Regions from separate parts of the Cyprinus carpio genome. Here region 2 is linked to region 1. The links are chromatin contacts, called in public Hi-C maps. All regions are on one chromosome and are shown on one strand. The core of a region is the stretch at or near the end of the contact, and the rest is flanking DNA. Distances in the headings are between cores, read along the strand shown.

Region 1 (5,313 bases), core at 2,694-5,193:
AAATTTAAGGTACAGGCTATTTCAATTGTATTTTGCAGCCTTTGAATTATGAGGGTATGGTGTAAAATGTTTTATATATATATATATATATATATATATATATATATATATATATAGTATATATATATACATTAACATAATATATATGTTTTATATTTATACATTAACATAATATATGTTTATATATAACACATTTATATATATATATATATATATATATATATATATATATATATATACTTTTAACTAAACACGGGAGTTACAAGTTATTGATAAATAGAGCTACTACAAATCGTGTTCATATGAAGATGAAAGTGCATTCGTTAGAATTATTATCCTACTGTACATCAGCAAAACATAAATAGTAGCATGGGTTACTTTCAGCATTCAGCACTTAATTTATACATTAAGATTTCAAGACCATAGCAAGAAAAAAAAGTTAAACAAATTAGGATAGGCTGTGCTGTGAATCCCAGTTGCGCCGAACATTTTTTTTTTTTTTTTTTAAGTTGTCTCTCCTGACAGTCATTATTCACGTACTGTACAAGTGTGCTACATTTTTAGAAACAGCATGTCTGTTTAGCAGGCCTATATATTTTTTTTTATCATTTGATGGTTTAATCATCAAGTCTTACCCGATTTTTTTCCCCCTTCAGGACTGGAAAGTTGACCCAACTAAAACTAGCGCAACAGTCGGAGACGTGAGACCCCTCATCGAGGTGGAGTTCAGCATTGTTGAATCTCCACCTTTGGCCAAAGACGAGGATGATCTTTCCAAGTTTTTGGATCTAGAGTTCATTCTGTCTAACTCCGTCACGTCTGACAACGACAACTCAGCGCAGCAGCCGCCCGCCTATTCTCTACCGGAGTCCCCGGAAAGTTGCAGCACCGTGTACGACAGCGATGGATGTCACCCGACGCCGAACGCGTATTGTGGCAACACCTTTAACGCGCGTCCCGGTCACAGTTTGGTAGCCGAGTTGTTTACTCCGGACGTGAATTATCACGGCGACTCGCATGAATATTGTTTGAAAGGACATTTAGACAGGCTGGAGTACACTGAACTAAGGGCTCTGAACTCTCGAAACCAGGCACATGTGTCCAATTCTAATAACATGGGATACAAAATAAAAAGTGAAAACCACGAGCAATCCTGCATGATGGTAAACGACTACGTGAGCCATTATTATGGACAGCAGCAGCACCAGGCTTATGGGCATCACGTGCAACAAGATGTGCATCGGGACATTTTAGCGAGGAAAGACTGTATCCTAACAGAGATGAACTCTCACCATCATATTGACATTGCACAACAACAGCAGTTCATGAATGGCGCGCCTTTTCTACCTCAGTACGCCCAGCATCAGCAGTATCACGGACATTATAACATGTTTAGCGAACCATTGCGGGCAAATCACACGGCCATGCCAGGTGTGATGCTGACTCCACCATCCTCACCCCTCCTGGGATTTTTAAACCCAGAAGACAGCAAGCCAAAACGAGGGCGCCGGTCATGGGCACGAAAGCGGACAGCCACGCACAGCTGTGAGTTCCCCGGGTGTGGGAAAACGTACACGAAAAGCTCCCATTTGAAAGCGCACATGCGGACACACACAGGTACGTTGCGGAGTTGTATAGGCTACATGTTGTTTTACCTTTTTTTTCACTATACACCGTTTAACAAAAGTTTGTGCACAATAATAAACGTTTCCTCCCGTTCTGTTGACAGGTGAGAAGCCCTATCACTGCACCTGGGAAGGCTGTGGCTGGAAGTTCGCCAGGTCAGACGAGCTGACGCGCCACTACAGGAAACACACCGGACACAGACCGTTCCAGTGCCACCTGTGCGAGAGAGCTTTCTCCCGCTCAGATCATTTGGCTCTGCACATGAAAAGGCACATGTAAAAAAAAAAAAAAAAGAGAGAGAGAGACTATATGTATTTTAACCGACAAAAGGATTTTATATTGTTAAGACAATTCCTATTTTGGGACAGCAGTTATATGTGAATAGCATTATAATGTCATTTGATTTAAATTATGACAGTATTTAATAGAAGAAAATTCTTGTTCATTTAGAAGGTAAATTATGTAGTGCTTTCCCAGATGTATAAAAACGGGGCAGAACCCAAACTTTTGTAAATATGTGTTTTTTTTTTTATTCTCCATTTATACATTTGTATTAGCCTAAATCAGGGAGTATTTTTTCATGGATTTTCAGAATTAAAAACATTTTATTTTTTTGTATACTCAGCTTTTTGTCTCATTTCTTTATGCTTCTTAATTTAAATATGGTGAGTTACCACCGTGAATTGTATTAAAAGTAGGCTATATATACGCAAAGAACATACAGCACAAATCATTGTTACACCACTTAACACTGGGCGAAATAAGTAAAGCTTCATGTAAGTTGATAATAGAAATTCAAAAGGTCTACACTCTTCTACATATATTCAGATTTGGCCATTACTGTCTACAATGTAACTAAGCCACCACTTATTCTTACTGTTACCAAAACTAAAATCAAGCAATTTACTTCTGTAACATCACCATCATTGTCAACAATTATAATCATCACAAATGTTGTAAAAATAACATAAGCAGTTCAGAACACAAATATTCCTTCCCTTATGCATCATCTTACTGCTATTATTCTTGAAAAGCTACAGTATATCGCCCTCTGCTGTCTAAAAATAGGTAGGCAGTTTAGTCACAGAATCTCATATTGGTCAAACCAGTGGAAGGAAGGTTGTCAAGTTATTTTCACTGACTTGAATTTTATTACAAATAATAACAAGAGACACGTGTGTCAACTTATGATAAAACAAATAGTCTACAACAAAAGCCAGAAGTTCAGCAATACCTAAAAACTGTTCATAATTAAATAAGAGATAATAAAAGTTTTTATTATTAAATCTGTATTTGTTGATTTATTTGTATAATTTATTTAATTGTAATTTTGTGACTTTTTGCCTCCTTTCTTAAAACTGCCTTTATATACTACCTGGCTACTGTAAAATTGTAAGAGATTCAATAAAGAGAAAACAAATTTACAACAAAAGCTTTAGTGCAGTCTCCCTCTGCTGACAGGAAGTCACACTACATCAAAACACCTTTGTTCAGCTACACTGTCACTGTACACTGTACAATATAAAACAATTACTTTCCACATTCAAATACATATTGAAATACAGTGTCAAAAACACATTTCAGGCAATTAGAGCAGGATGCAATGTCGTACAGCAGAGTTTGTAATATAGTCATTGGGTCATTCTGTGTCAACTCAACCAAAGAAAAAAAAAAAAGGTTAATGGTGAAAGAAAATCATAAATTAAGAAGAAAGCCTAACTAGTCAATAGATGTAGGCTATATTTAGTGTTTAATTAATTTTGTACAGGGGGTTAAAATGGTGATTTTTTTTGATTTGAAGCCAAATTACAGGTGCATAAAATGACTGTAGGAAGATGGCAGAATCATTGATATTTTAATACAATGACTGGTTGGTCTATTAGTAAAATCTGTTGACTTTAGCAATCTTTGTTGCATTAAATGCCAATGGTGACAGTTCAAAAATGGAAAGAAATCCTGAATACTTGAGAGCCTGTAACTCAAGTATTAAAAGTATCTTAATATCCTTGGATTTTTGACCACTGAAATCGTGTACAATTTAACAATTTATTGTTTAAAACTTTCTGAAGCCATTTTACTCCCCAGTAATCTGACTCCAAGTTGGAAATTGTCTTTTTGACCCCTCTAAGTGGATTACCCACTTAATATACATTTATTATTTTTGTTTTCACCAATATTTATGTTTGTTTTAAATGTTAACAAAATAAAAAAAAAATTGAGCCGGAGAAGTTTCTGAAATTTGGTTAATTTGACAAAGAATGTTTAATTAGGAATTTGGTAAAGTTTATCCGAGGGTATCGATTTCTACCACGAGATGGCAGTCTTTCCTACGCTTTGTCTCTGATGCGCCTGCTGATGCAATGCCTCGCATAGTTGAGCACACACTGGGCTACACTAACAAAGATGCTGCAAGTGTTCAGAGGTACTGGTGAGCAAGATAAAACTCTAAAAACATATTCATCTAACTTTGGCTTATAGCAAGAATTCATTTAAATGTTTTTAAAGTTAACCATATTGCTCCCAATTTTCCCAAACAGTCATTTAACTATTAAAACGTTAAGGCTACTACTGAACTAATGACTTAATTATCTAAATAATGATGCAGACAGAATATGCAGATTTATTGACAAACCAGACTTTTTGTGGGATTTGGTCTCACAGCTTTCAAAGGTTTCCTTTGACGCTAATAACCATGCTCCATTTTCATAAAGATTTTATTTAGAGATTTTATGACTGAGCTGTTTGCATAAGTGGAGGACTAATGACTACAAAGATTAAACTTTTTTCTATTTTTGTGCAAGGTTATAGACACACATTGATGTTGTGTATCAAGATAATTTAGGTTTAAGGCTTAACTACCAGAGTTAGAAGAACCATGATCTTCTGCCTCTTGGGTGAAACAATGTATTATCGTTGTGTATGTAGGCCATTTCCTCTTTAGTGTGGTAAGCTAGAGGGACCAATGGCATACCTTATATACAGCTAATGTTGTCTTTTGTATTGCTAGCCTTTGTTAAACCCGGCTCTACACTGCGCAACGGCGCGTGAATGGGGAAGCGTGTGTATCCTCCTTATAGCGTCTTCCAGCATCATTTAGAAAATAAAAAGGTAAAGAATACGTGTCTGTCGCTATATGTCCTCATTCACCCATGATATTCATTCCACGCTCACATAAGTTATTGTGTTGCCTGCGAACTGGGTTGCTATGCGACAAGGCAATATGTTTAACGTTTGGTAGCACACCTCGCACTCTTTTTTTTTTTTTTTTTTTCATTTGTCATATTTGAAAGGATTCAGAAGCCAAAAATAACTGATTTAGGAAGTACTAGTCTAATAATTTTTTAAAATCTAAATCTTTATTTGCAGTGTACGTCCGTTACTCAATGACAGTCGCAGGTCTAATGTCTACAGGAAACATCCGCAGCAACACACGTGCTCAACACTACCGGTAAATTTTTAGTTAGGCTAGTTATAATATCTTGATCTCAGTCAGATCCTCTGTTAAGGTGATCTGCCTGGCGTCTTCATCATAACCGAAATTATTGATTTGATTTCATTGATTTTTATTCCGTTTATCATGGTCCAGATTATTTAAGAGGTAGCCTATTTTATGTCTGCGCATGTTTGTTTTCAGGCAAAAATCAGTACGCTAGCCGTACCATTACTGCTTTGTAATCACATTATCCT
Region 2 (5,426 bases), core at 2,385-4,884, 36 kb after region 1:
TGGTGAAAAATGCAACCTCAAGGGATCAAGATTAGTACTGTTAATATTAGTTATCATTATATGAGGCTGTTGTTTTGTTGAAGCAGTTTTAAGGAAGTCTTCTATTTTTTATTTTCTTTCTTTTCTTTTCTTTTCTTTGTTTTATTTATTTTTTTTTTTAAATTTGAACCACTCGTTTTAATTTTCTCTTTTCCTTTTTTCCCCATTTTCTTGTTCTATTCCTTTTTCCTTAATGTTTTTTTTTTAGTTTATTTTCTAGAAAGTCAAATAGCTGAACCACTCATTTGACTCAGGTCCCCCTGAGACCTTGTGTTTATGAGTGTGTCTTGGTCTTACGTAAAAGGGCAGATGGGCCCAGCTGGACGTTCTTCTCTCTCACACTCTGTGCTCAGTAAGACAGATCCTTGGAGCAAACGGCAACGGCTGAAACACCTGGGCATTCCAGAGCACAGGGACAGGGATCACAGAGTGCAGCGGATAAAGACTTAACTAAACAATTCATTGATTTACCGGAAGGTAAACCCAAAATAACCTCGTGTGTGAGTGCAGAAGGGACATGTTTTGGAAAATATCAACTGTCTCATTTATAGAGCTGCAGTCCCTTGTATAATTTATGTTGAACTATAATACTATTGGTGGATAGATGTAGAGAAGAATTGACTAGCATTTCATTAAAGCATATTTCTGTCATGACAACTCTCTGAAGATTTTAGCATGGTAATGGATATGATATGTTAATGTATTTTGTCTTGGCAGAATAGATCTGCTATGCTGCTGCTTATGTTGATGTTGCTGTAGCTGTAGATTAAAAGTCGGTCCATCTTCCAGGTGTTCTGACCTCAAGGATCCCACCTGTTTTGGTGTACAGGTGCCCAGCTGCTGAACTTTACCCAGTCTTAGGTCTAAAAACAGCCTTAAACAATGTGTTTGTCTACTGATGCCGAAGAAATCCCTTCAGTACTCTCTTTAAATATGTAGTGGCATGGCAGTATTTGCTTACATCACATGGTCAAAAACCTGATTAATTTGCAGTGATGGGTGCATTTATTTGCAATAATCCATCAGAAATTACAGGATATTTTTTCAATTATGACAGATGTCACTGCCTTAACCTTACAGTGTTTGGTTGCCGCACCACCAATTTGCATTAAGTTGAGTGTTTCTCATTGTTTTGACACTCTCATCTCTCAACTCCCACAATCCCCTGCTCAAGTCTGTTACTCAGCTCCTGTAGAGAATGAATTGAAAATGCCTCCTCAGCTTCACTCACTCTGCTTCAGTGGACTTGTACAGTTAGACGATTTGCAGGTTCAAGAATAAGTGGTAGTTGTCTGTTCTCACTAGGGTTTTTGTGTTCGTGTTCAAGAAATGTTGCATTGTTTAATGCTTAACAAAATGAATATTTCATTTGGGCTAGAAGGCAAACTTTGGATTATTGTTCATTTTGCTGATGCACGTGTGTCTGTGTGATCCTGTGTGAAGCAATGTCCCAGGGAGCTCAGACTCAGATGCTGCATTGAGTCTAAATAGGTGTGTGTGTGTGTGTTTAGTGCCTTGTGTAACCTGAAGCAAACCTTAATATACCTTAAATAAAAAAACGCAGGAGTACTATTACAGCTGACCTCTTGCTACCATTCAAAATATTACAACACAGTTATACAGCCAGCTCATAATCTTTTTATATTTAGGCAGTCAGCATATCACAGCAGTGGTACTTCAACTAAAGAGTTTCTAATTCTTTTTAATTATTACATACACAGTTATTAACTCACATTAATTAAGTGACAATTACACTTGATGAAAGTTGTTACAATTGTCAGAATTAATTAAGTGACAATTATACTTGATGAAAATGGTGAAACACATAGTTAGTTGTCAACTAAGCATTTGTAAAGCAAAATTGCTCACTAGAATCATCAAGTGCAGCCTGGATTCATCCCAGAGCTGCAGGGAAGACCGTAAGCATAGTCGCTGAATGTTCATCTCCCGCAGTGTGCTCACTGTGCGGACAGAGCGCGTGCTTAGATCAGATCGTGAGCTTGCCTTAGAGGTCAACATGAAGAGCATCTGATGAGAACAGATGGAGAGAGTAAACTTTAAATCAGGCCGACAAGACCAAATGTTTGTCTTGTGCACATGACGGTGATTTCAGTTCACATCAAGTGCGCTCCAGCACACTATCTGAGCCCTCATGTGTGCTGGCATGCAATTTAGGAGTTTTCACAAAATTCACACAAACTTTCTGACATGTGACTAACTTCTTGCTCTCTTGTAGTTGTCTTCTTCTAACACATTTTTATTAGTAGAGAGCTATAGGAAGTCGTGGGACATGAGTTCTGAATTGACAACCCAAACTTAAACTTGCATCACCTTGGGAGCTCCATATGTTGGAGGCATGCGCAGTATCACTTCACCATGGCATTCACATTATTGTTTTAGTTTTGTTTGGGTGGTGCAGTTGGCTTGTGTCATGCTAAAGTTAACCTGAAACCATTTTATAAGAATTTATGTTTGCATTTTTGAATGACTTGGATGACCATATAATGCAAAAATGCTGTTTTCAGGACCATTTTAAGCAAACTTGGGGAGGTCCAAAAGATGATTTTAAAAAAGAAAACCACAATCAGTCACAGCAGCTAAAATATACTTTCACATGCATTCATAAATATTAACCTGGAATCTTAATGATGAGCATATTATGCATCAATTATCCTGTTACTTAACTCCTTTTATTTTCGATTCTGTTTTGTGAGTGCTTATTGTAAACAAAATTAGTTTACTTTTGACTCATGAGAGCGATTTTAATTTCATTCATACCTATGTCTGTTTCAGAATGGAGCGGTTCCAGGAGAGCCAGTAAAGAAAGATGAAAACTCCAGAAGGGGAAACTGGGGCAACCAGATTGAGTTTGTCCTCACCAGTGTTGGCTACGCAGTGGGGCTGGGAAACGTCTGGAGGTTTCCTTACCTCTGCTACAGGAATGGAGGAGGTGACCATTTTTGACTTTATTCTTCTTTTCCCATCATCTATCTTGTCTTTCTTTCTGTGCCTTTTCTGCACGGTTAAGCATTTTATAATTTCTTGCTAGATTCCTAAAATAGAATAAGTTAATTGTTTTTCATGTAAGTCTCAAAGTCTATGGACGTAATCGAAAGTAAAATTGATAGTATTTAGGTTTTTGTTTTTGTAAGTCATACCACTGCGTCCTTTCCAAATTTTTTGCTCCCTTAAAAGGTTACTCATTTGGTATCAAGTCTCATAACACACCTCACTTAAAATAGATCAAGCTAGAGTAAGCAAGGGTCTCTAGCAGCAGGTTCCCAATGACCTGGCCCGGAAACCTCTGCCCCATGATCTCATATTGCTAGAGCTGACTCTAATCGGAAGCTATACCCTGAATTAGCCCAGAATTCAGATAAGTAACTGAACTCCAGGCTCTTTAAACAAGGATGGATTATGGTCCTGTTAGGCCACAGGGCACAAGCAGCTTTTTTTGAACTATTTGTATGCATCTTGGATCATTCATTGCATTTCAATAGATCCATATTATAATTCAAGCAATGTTCACCTATCTGTATCAGGATGAAGTGTCTTGCTACTTGATGTTGGGCTACTGTGGGCCCCTCAGTTTGAGGCCCCTGATACATCAACCCCATTGCCCAGGGCCATACTCCGCCCTTGTCATTAAAATACACAAAGCAATGAATCCACATTCCATTCCATTATGCAGTTGAAATGCAGTTTGTCCAGTCAAAATTAGATCTATTGTTTAACATCAGGTGTTACTTGCTTATTTGCATAAGCATTAGGGAACACTATAATTAAAAATAGACCATGGCTATTCTTTGTGTCATTTTTAAACTACTTTTGTTTCCTACTATTTATGTGAATAGGAAAACCTACGTATCTGTCTTTAGCTCGAAGACTAACGTGTCAGGATAAAATGGTTATGTAACTCTGTGGGCGTTTTTGTATCACAGGTGCCTTTATGTTCCCATACTTCATCATGCTGGTGTTTTGTGGCATCCCTCTGTTCTTCTTGGAGCTCTCCTTTGGGCAGTTCACCTCCCTCGGGTGCTTGGGAGTCTGGAAAGTCAGCCCCATGTTTAAAGGTGAGCATGAGGCCATTAAAGGAGGTGTGAGAACAAAAAATATTTCAATGAAAACTGAAGTCACGGATAAATCTATGTGGGTTGGTTTGCCCTTTAGTGTATGGCATGACCTGTTTTACATGTTAAACTAGTAATTATTTTTAAATACACTCTTACAGCGTTTTCTTCACCTTAGGGTGGCTTGGAATTAGGGCTGTGCGATATGGACAAAAAAAACCTATCACGATTTTTTGATCAATTTTGCGATTTTGATTTTAATCACGATTTTGACACACACAGACATGCTTTACAGTCATAAATGCATTGCGTATACAGTATGTGTGTGCGGTTCAGAAGCAGCAGCGAGAGCGCGTTATTGTAACGCGAAAGCACATTAAAATAATGTGCGAGCGCGAATCTCTCCGCTCGCACGCAGATTTCCTTTGTTTTGTCACAAAACGAGACACTCGTGCTCAGATACACGCAGCTCTCGTCCGGAGAGAGTGCGCGCAATTAAAACATGTCTCCTCTCACTCGCTCACTCACTCACTCACTCACTCACTCACTCACAACTCTCTCTATGCTCATGCAAATCACAATTTTATTACGATTTCGATTAATCGCACAGCCCTACTTGGAATATCTAAACACTCCTCACAAAATCAGGAAGTGATCTGAGTTTGGTTTAGAAATGTGCCATGTGAATGCTAAATGCACCAGTTCCACCATCATAATTTCTTCAAGGCTAAAAATTTTTACTTTAATAATAGATATCAGTTAAATTTTTAGTCATTGTGGCAAACCTTTTCTGATGTAATTAATTTATTTATTGTGAATATTATGAATGAGGATAAACAAAAGATCAACAGAAAAAAAATATTTTTTTCCACAGCCAGCTTTTCCTTCAATCATTTATTCACTTCATTTAGTCACTCGCTCAGTTCATATAGTATAGTTTAGTTTTATTTCGTTTAGAGGGGTTCAGTATTTCTACTGCCGCCATAATGTTTAATTCATGAAAACAGGCACCACCTACTGGTTGGTATGTTTGGCACATACTGTTGAAATTGGGAAATGCAGAATATGATTTAATGCTTTATTGTGTTGCAATGCAATATTTCAGTATTTTACAAAATAATCCGATTTTCATCTAGATTTATGTACCATATCATGCAATCCTAATATACGTTTTTGTGTTCACTGTTGTTGGTTATTTTTGATGTTACATCACAGGTTTCTCAGATGAGTCTGTTGGTTTCTGGGTTTTCAAAACTAAATATCCGCTAACCAAATTGTAATTTGGTTGTTCTCTTTCCTTCGGTGTGGGCTATGGAA

What was found. A called contact is a pair of places that touch in the nucleus more often than the background predicts.
Region 2: a contact with region 1 is called in a Hi-C map of red blood cells, with 7 times the contacts expected there. The contact joins the enhancer-like site here to the promoter of LOC109113235 in region 1. A contact is called at or near these places in 6 of 8 Hi-C or Micro-C datasets (liver, red blood cells and skeletal muscle).

The regions. Positions count from the first base shown.
Region 1 is chrB2:18,846,739-18,852,051 of ASM1834038v1, forward strand. It overlaps LOC109113235 (sodium- and chloride-dependent glycine transporter 1), which reads left to right and starts at 3,944. Exons shown (of 14, transcript XM_042718525.1): 1 at 3,944-4,048. LOC109113233 reads left to right here. Exons shown (of 6, transcript XM_042718528.1): 5 at 657-1,617; 6 at 1,730-2,244. The coding sequence ends at 1,905.
Region 2 is chrB2:18,883,422-18,888,847 of ASM1834038v1, forward strand. LOC109113235 (sodium- and chloride-dependent glycine transporter 1) reads left to right here. Exons shown (of 14, transcript XM_042718525.1): 3 at 2,833-2,989; 4 at 3,981-4,111; 5 at 5,411-5,426. Among protein-coding and RNA genes, the nearest start is that of ccdc24, 27 kb to the right of the region's middle. Within about 2 kb of position 3,635, at least 1 of the 8 cell types and tissues checked has an H3K27ac peak or open chromatin away from gene starts, as enhancers often do.